Linked DNA regions of Macaca mulatta: region 1 is linked to region 2. The links are chromatin contacts, called in public Hi-C maps. All regions are on one chromosome and are shown on one strand. The core of a region is the stretch at or near the end of the contact, and the rest is flanking DNA. Distances in the headings are between cores, read along the strand shown. Region 1 holds the start of IL17RA (interleukin 17 receptor A). Region 2 holds the start of HDHD5 (haloacid dehalogenase like hydrolase domain containing 5).

What was found. A called contact is a pair of places that touch in the nucleus more often than the background predicts.
Region 1: a contact with region 2 is called in a Hi-C map of liver, with 2.0 times the contacts expected there. The contact joins the promoter of IL17RA here to the promoter of HDHD5 in region 2. A contact is called at or near these places in 4 of 14 Hi-C or Micro-C datasets (CD4 T cells, blood, cortical neurons and 1 more).

What each region holds. Positions count from the first base shown.
Region 1 is chr10:35,027,380-35,031,083 of T2T-MMU8v2.0, forward strand. It overlaps IL17RA (interleukin 17 receptor A), which reads right to left and starts at 1,506. Exons shown (of 12, transcript XM_077950999.1): 1 at 1,247-1,506. The coding sequence starts at 1,384.
Region 2 is chr10:34,949,980-34,953,909 of T2T-MMU8v2.0, forward strand. HDHD5 (haloacid dehalogenase like hydrolase domain containing 5) reads left to right here and starts at 1,655. Exons shown (of 8, transcript NM_001194230.1): 1 at 1,655-1,835. The coding sequence starts at 1,710.

The sequences.
Region 1 (3,704 bases), core at 256-2,755, 77 kb after region 2:
ATACACAGCCTGCAGGAGGGACCAGCAGGGCAGAGGGACCTGCTTCGCCCAGTAGTGGAAGTCACAGAACATTTCTCAACATCATTCACATTAAAAACATCTTTTTTTTTTTTTTTTCCTGTGAAATAGTCACTCACCCTCCACCCTCTTTTGGTAAATCCTCCACAAAATTAGATAAGGAGAAATATCCCTTTGTTTTACATCCTCTGACTCAGATACTGAGCATTATTCCTTGGGGTCAGCGGTGGCAGTGGAGGGGAGGAAAGATCCCCTTGGGGATGCGGGGAAGAGGAGAGTATATTGTGGAGGGGCACAGCGTTTTGCTGTTTTTTCTTTTTTTTCCCTTTAGATGGTCCTGGCTCACAGAAAGGCCACTACCTGGCAGGCGGGTGGGTCACTTCCTGGGGGCGCAGCGGGGCTACGACTTGACAGCTATAAACGTTTGATCCTCCCACTGCGCGCTCACCGGGTTCCCAGACCCAGGTGGTGGTAGTAGGGGGTGGGAGAGGCGGGAAGAGCGCCGTCTTAAGAACCATCTGCTCCTCCTCCGGGCTTCGCGCCTCTGGGGAGGTGGCCCTCAGCCGCCCTCGGCAGAGCTCTCCCCGAAACCTGGTGCCGCGTCTCAGCGCTCCGGCCCCCGCAGGCCATAGCTCTACGACAGCAGGGTCCCTCTGCGGGGCGCGGGCGAGGGCTTCCACCTTCCGCACGCACGACGTGGGCTCGCCCGGCTCCGTCGGCGGCATGAAGGGCACGGCTTGAGGGAAGCTCCCGAGAGCGCCATGGGCCTCCCGAGGGCCGACCGTGCCCCGCCGGGGGACGTGGGGACGCACGGCGTGGAGCTGGGTCCCGACCCGTCCTGGCTCCTCCCCGGGCCCCTTCCCCACAGTCCCTTTCTACCAGCCCTGCCCGCCTCTCCGGCCTGGCCCCGCGCCGCGGCCTCCTTCCCCGAACTCCGCGGCCCGGGCGAAAGTGTCACTCCCGTCTCCAGCCACGATGGCGGGCCAGGTTGTGCCACACGCGCCGCGCGATGTGCCACCCCCCTCTACCCCCATTCCACACCGAGGGTCCTCCACAGGCGCCGCGATATCTGTACCCAAGTTTCTTAGCCCCTCCGAGCCCGCGGCGCGGACTTCCTGCCTCCCTAGCCCGGACGCATAGTCCCGGCCGTGCGGCCGTCCAGCCCTCCGCGATCTTGCCCGGCGCCCGCAGCATCCTGGCGGCGGCCGCTCCCCCCGTCGAGTCTCACCGGCTGGGAGCAGACCAGCGCCGGGTGGTCCAGCAGTCGCAGGGAGGCGCCACCCGGGGCCAGCACGCCCAGGAGCAGCAGGAGCAGTCCCAGCGGGGGCCCCGGGACAGCGCGCGGCGGGCTGCGTGCGGCCCCCATGGCCCCGGTGGCGTCGCGGAGGGCTCGGCCCCGGATGGGGACGCAGCGAGCCAACGTTCGGGGGCTTTCCTTTCCGTGGTGGAGTTCAAGTAGGCTCCACTCAGCTCGCTTCCGGCTTCCAGGCCGGGCCCAGGGGCGGGCCGGGCCGAAGGGAGGAGTTTAGGCTGGGACGGGGAGGGGTTTAGGGTGAGACGGGGAGGGGTTTAGGGTGAGACGGGGAGGGGTTTAGGGTGAGACGGGGCCCTCCCCACGTTCCTCCCTGCGCCTCTCTTATCGGGCCTCTGCTCCGTCCTCCCGGCGTCCGTCCCCTGCCCTCCTCCGCCCGCCGCCCCAGGTGCGCTCCTCCCGCTGCTCCTGGGCCTGGCCCGTCGCGCCCCTAGTTGCACCCGCGTCGGGCTAGCGTTAACTCCAGCTGGAGCCTCTTCTGCCCCCACACGCACCCTCCACCCTGGCCGTGCAGCAGCAACTGTCGATTTTAATCCTCCGCCCTCACTCACTCGATTCTTGGTCCTGTTCAGACTTCTTGTTTCTCTCCTGGGTCATTGGACGTCAAATCCTAACTTGGGATTCCAGGAAGTCCGTTTTCTTAGTCTCTGTCCCTTTTATTTTTATATTTTATTTTATTTTTAGACAGGGCCTCCCTTTGTCTCCCAGGCTGGAGTGCAGTGGTGCAACCACAGCTCACTGCAGCCTCGGCCTCCCGGACTCAAGCGATCCTCCTGCCTCTGCCTCCTGAGTAGCTGGAACCGCAGGCCCTATCCCATTTTATTGTCCCCACCCCTTTGCCTGGTCCTGCTCGCTCTGCTTTCCCGGGCTTTGCTTTCTCTTTCTCAAGACAAGGACAGCTCCGGGCTCCAGGGAGGAGGGGACAGCAGTCATTTCCAGCCTCCTGGCTCGGACTCAGGGACACTGAGTTCCTGGAGGGCAGGCAGTTACCTGGTCTGTGCGACTCTGTGTCCTAGCCGCGCCTAAGAGAGTCGTTACTCCCCAGAGGGTCGCTCCACGGCTGCGGAAGCTGTCGCCAGCGAATTATACATTTCATGAGTTTCCTTCTTAGCACGCGTGCAGCCTGTGTCCACTCCTCCCCGCACCCTCGAGGACCCTCCCAAGCTGGCCCGCGCTGCCCCTGCCTCGAGCTCGAGCCCGAGGTTCCTGCCTCGAGCTCGAGCCCGTCCTGCCGTAGTTCATCCACACGCTCCGGCCCATTCGCCTCTCCTCCCTTCCTCCCAAGCCCACCACAGTCCGCTTTTCCTTGCCTATCAAGTGCGCCTCTGCCTGGCCTTGACACGCACGGAGTCTACACTCACGTAACTTTTCCCTGTATTTTCCACTGCCCTCGAGAGGTGGGTTTTTTCGCTGCCCGAAGCACCCGCTGACCCCCAGCGACATCTCCATGAGCCCCGCCCGCAGACAGGACCCAGCTGAATGAAGCCTGAAGCTCAGTGGTCTTCAAATATCTTTTGTCTGTTTCTAAAAGAATTTTGGAAAACTGCATCCTCTCATGCATTTTTAAGATGACATCTAAAATTCTCCATCCTCAATCTAAATAGATGTAGAGGATGTAACTGTTACGTAAAAATCAGCGGTTGTCGTGGGCAGCTTCTAAGATGGGTTCTAGGATGTCACCTCCTGGGAGTCACGACCTTCTGAATCCTCTTCCCGGAGTGTGGGATGGACCCAGAGGCTGGGTTCTAACAATAGAATGTGAATAGAAGAAGACAAAAATGATGGGATGTCACTTACAAGATTAAGCTACAAAAAGATCCTGACTTCTGTCTTGCCCAGCCCCTCCCTCTGAGCTCCTAGCTCTTAGGGAAGCCATAATGCGAGCCCCCCTGGGTGGGGCCCCAGTGGCAGAGAATGAGAAAGGCCTCTGCCCACTGCAAGACACTGAGATCCTCATTTCATCATTGCCATCCTTAGTGCATAATTGATAAAAATAATGTAAATATAATACACGTTAATAAGTAATTAAACATGAACTGTCATTTGAAATTCATCTTCTTCCTAATTAGTTCGTGTATCTGTGAACAAATATTGCTTATTCATAGAACAAACCAACAGTTAGCATTTAAAAATATTTTATTACTATTCTTTTATTCTATTATTGTTATTTTGAGACGGAGTCTTGCTTTGTCACCCAGGCTGGAGTGCAGTGGCGTGATCTCCACTCAACTGCAAGCTCCACCTCCCGGGTTCAGGCCATTCTCCTGCCTCAGCCTCCCGAGTAGCTGGGACTACAGGCACCCGCCATCATGCCCCGCTAATTTTTTGTATTTTTGGTAGAGACGGGGTTTCACTGTCTTAGCCAGGATGGTCT
Region 2 (3,930 bases), core at 405-2,904:
CGCCCGCCACCTCGCCCGGCTAGTTTTTTGTATTTTTTAGTAGAGACGAGGTTTCACCGTGTTTGCCAGCATGGTCTCGCTCTCCTGACCTCGTGATCCGCCCGCCTGGGCCTCCCAAAGTGCTGGGATTACAGGCTTGAGCCACTGCGCCCGGCTGTATTTTTTTTTTTTTTTTTTTTGAGACGGAGTCCCGCTCTGTCACCCAGGCTGGCATGCTGGCATGCAGTAGCGCGATCTCGGCTCACCGCAATCTTCACCTCCTGGGCTCCAGCGATTCTCCTGCCTCAGCCTCCCAAATAGCTGGGATTACAGGCATGTGCCACCACGCCCGGTTAATTTTGTAGTTTTAGTAGAGACAAGGTTTCTCCACGTTGATCAGGCTGGTCTCGAACGCCTGACCTCAGGTGAGCTGCCTGCTCCGGCCTCCCAAAGTGCTGGGATTACAGGCGTGAGCCACCATGCCCGGCCAATTTTTTGTATTTTTAGTAGAGACGGGGTTTCACTATGTTGGCCAGGCTGGTCTTGAACTCCTGACATCATGATCCACCCGCCTCAGCCTCCCAAAGTGCTGGGATTACAGGTGTGAGCCACCGTGCCTGGCCCTATTTTATTATTTTTAAAATAGAGAAGGGGTCTCCCTATGTTGCCCAGGGGTGATCTGGAACTCCTGGATTCAAGCGTTCCTCCCACCTTGACCTTCCAAAGTGCTGGGATTACAGGGGTGAGCCACGGCACCCTGGCCTGCTAACTTGTGGGGTAGTACAGTCTCTGTCCATACCCTCAACTCCCTGCCTCTCTGCTAGTCCTAAATACATTGTAGGCTCCCGCGTTTTTAGTGTAGCTATACCTATGAACGGGCCAAAGAATCTGAGGGCATCCTACACATTTCAAAGGGTGGGAATGGAGACTTCTCTTTCTCCAGCAGAATCTCCCCTCATGACCGGGGACTACCAGATCCAGCTCTGCTAGGGGCCTCCATGGACGGAGTCGGCTTCCTCTCTCAGTGACCGAAGTCCATTCTTTGCTCATTCACCCTTGTGTCTACTGCGGGAGCCGCGCAGCGGACACAGTTGTGTTCCCTAAGTGTTTGCCGATTTAGTCATCCGGCCCTCTCTGGAGTAGTTATTTTGTATCGTGTATTACATTCCTGCCTCTACCTCTCCGCAGTGCGCGCGTGGGGGCGGGCTCAGGTGCGCAGTCTCCCTATCCGCGGGGAGGGCGTCAGCGGGTTTGCACACTTAAAGACTTAACAATTGGCGCGCGACGACCGTCCCTTGACTGACACGGGCCCAGAGGGCCTGAACACCACTAAGGGTCTGCCCCAGCGACCGGTCCCTGAAGTCAAGGTTGAGACTCCCGGCCCAGACAGTCCGCGAAGCTGAGGGAGGTCGGTCTGGGGCCTGCCGCGCGTGTTCCCGGGATCCGCAGGCGCGGGGCGACAGTGCAGGCGCCCCCGCCCAGGCCGTGCCCACCGTGCGCCGAGGCCCGCTCACCGCGATCTCGGTCTAGGAAGCGGCGGGACCTCGCACTTCCTTACAACGTAGCCCCTGTGTGGCCAGAGGGTCGAGTTCCGTAGGCGCCGACTGGCTCCGCGCGCTTACAGGACTACAACTCCCGTGATGCCGCGCGCGCCGACCGCTGATTGGCTGCGCGGCGGGCGGACTCGCGGGCGGGCGGTACGCTGTGCACGTGCGCGCGGCGACGGCCGGATGGCTGCGTGGGGCTGTGTGGCTTCGCTCGGCGCAGCGCGCTGGCTTTGCTGGCGGGCGGCGCGCGCGGCTGCGGGGCTTCTGGGCCGCCCCTCCCGCAGGAGCTATGCTGTGGGCCCAGCTCAGGTGAGGACGTCCGGGTTCCGGCCGAGCCAGTCGCCACTCAGGGCCGGAGGCGGGGCGGGGAGCCGCGGGGAAGGAGGGACGGCCGGGCTGGCATCCCCGCCTCCTGGAAACTGCCTGGACAGTCGTCGCGCCCGAGTGCGTCTAGCTCTTGCCGGGGGCCCGATGTGCCCTCCCTCCCCCTGACTCGCCCGCGGCCTCGGAAACGCTACTCCCGCGGGAGAGCGCTGGTCAGGACGGCCTCGGCCAGGCTGCTCGTCAGCCCCTGCGCTTCCCGGAGGTGTCCGCGTCCCTGTTTTCCCTGTGCGTTTTCTGATTTCCACCATGAGGTCGTTTGGGCCGTGTTTTTCATCTGCATGTGGAGGAGACGGGGCCACGCGCCGGGAGCCGCGCCTGCGGGTGCGCCGCCCCCAAGTGCGTGTGGGTTTGGTGCGGGCCTTGGGATCGGTTCAGCTCGCGGTGACCTTGGCTGAGCGCTGGAGGCTCCGCGGGCGGGAGCAGGAGGGCTGGAGCCGGCGCCTGCTGTGTGTCCGGCACGATAGTGATGTGTGAGCCTCCCCGACGCTTCGGAGGAGGTGTGACCTTGTGTGGTGAGGAAGCCACAGCGGGAGACGGCTGTGCCGGGACATTAAACCTGATTGGTCAGATCCACGGCTCTCACGCTCCCTTGGGCCGTTTTGCCTTTTCCTGTAAAAGGAACCACTTTGTCTTCTAAACCCACAAGTAATATTTTACATTAACATACTGATTTCACAGTAATCCTTGCTTGTTTTTGTTTGTTTTTTGTTTTTTTTAGACAGCGTCTCACTCTGTCACCAGGCTGGAGTGCAGTGGCGCAAGTGGCTCAATATCTGCTCACTGCAACCTCCGCCTCCCAGGTTTAAGCGATTCTCCTACCTCAGCTTCCTGCGTAGCAGGGATTACAGGTGCGCGCCACCACACCTGGCTAATTTTTGTATTTTTAGTAGAGACAGGGTTTCACCATGTTGGCCAGGCTGGTCTCGAACTTGACCTCAGATGATCCGCCCATCTTGGCTTCCCAGAGTGGTGAGATTGCAGGCGTGAGCCACTGCGCCCGGCCAAACTACTTACATTAAAAAAAACGCATAGTGCTTACTTTATGCCAGGTTCTCCACAGTTATTCGTATAATCTTTATAACAACTCCGAGGAAAGTACGATTATTAGTCTTCCCATTTTATAGATGGAGCAGAGGCACAGAGAGGTTAAGCAGCTTACCCAAGGGCACACAGCTGGTAAGTGACAGAATCTGGAACTCAGGTAGTCTGGTGCCAGAGTCTAAGCTCTTAACAGCTGTGTTGTCTTTACGATTTTTACATATGGAGCAGCTGAGGTTCAAAGCAGCTGAGTGACTTGGCCAGTGTCACAACGCTAGAAGTGACCAAGATGGAAGTATGAAATGAGAATATGTTGATAAAAGGACTTACAAACTGTGAGGGTATAAATATAAGGAAATATTGCCCTCATTTGTAACTATTATATTGGCTCTAGCATCTCCGCAGAGTCCGGAGATGTTTCCAAGTGACTCTTCGGTAGAGTAGAAAAAGAAGAATGCAGCATAGCATAGAGTTTGAGCACGAGCTTTAGAATTGAATCCTGTGCAGTCTGTTAGCAGCTTCACTTAAGGCAAGTTACTTAGCTTTTCAAGCTTCCGTTTCCCCATCTATGTAATGGATCTATTACTTGTAATCCCAGCTACTCAGGAGGCTGAAGCAGGAGAATCCCTTGAACCTGGGAGGGAAGTTGCAGTGAGCGGGGATTGGGCCACTGCACTCCAGCCTGGGCAACAGAGCAAGACTCTATCAAAAAAAAAAAAAAAAAAGAAAATTAATCTTAACTTAGTGTAACTTTTTTTGCTTTACCAAGTTTTTAATTTTTAAAACTTTTTACTTTTTTGTAATAGCACTTAGCTTAAAACACAACACATTGTACAGCTGTACTAAATAGCTTCATTTATATCATTGTTCCATAGCTTTTTTCTTTCTTTTTTTCTTTTTTTTTTTTTTTTGTGACGGTATCTAGCTCTGTCACCCAGGCTGGAGTGCAGTGGCGCCATCTCGCCTCACTGCAACCTCTGCC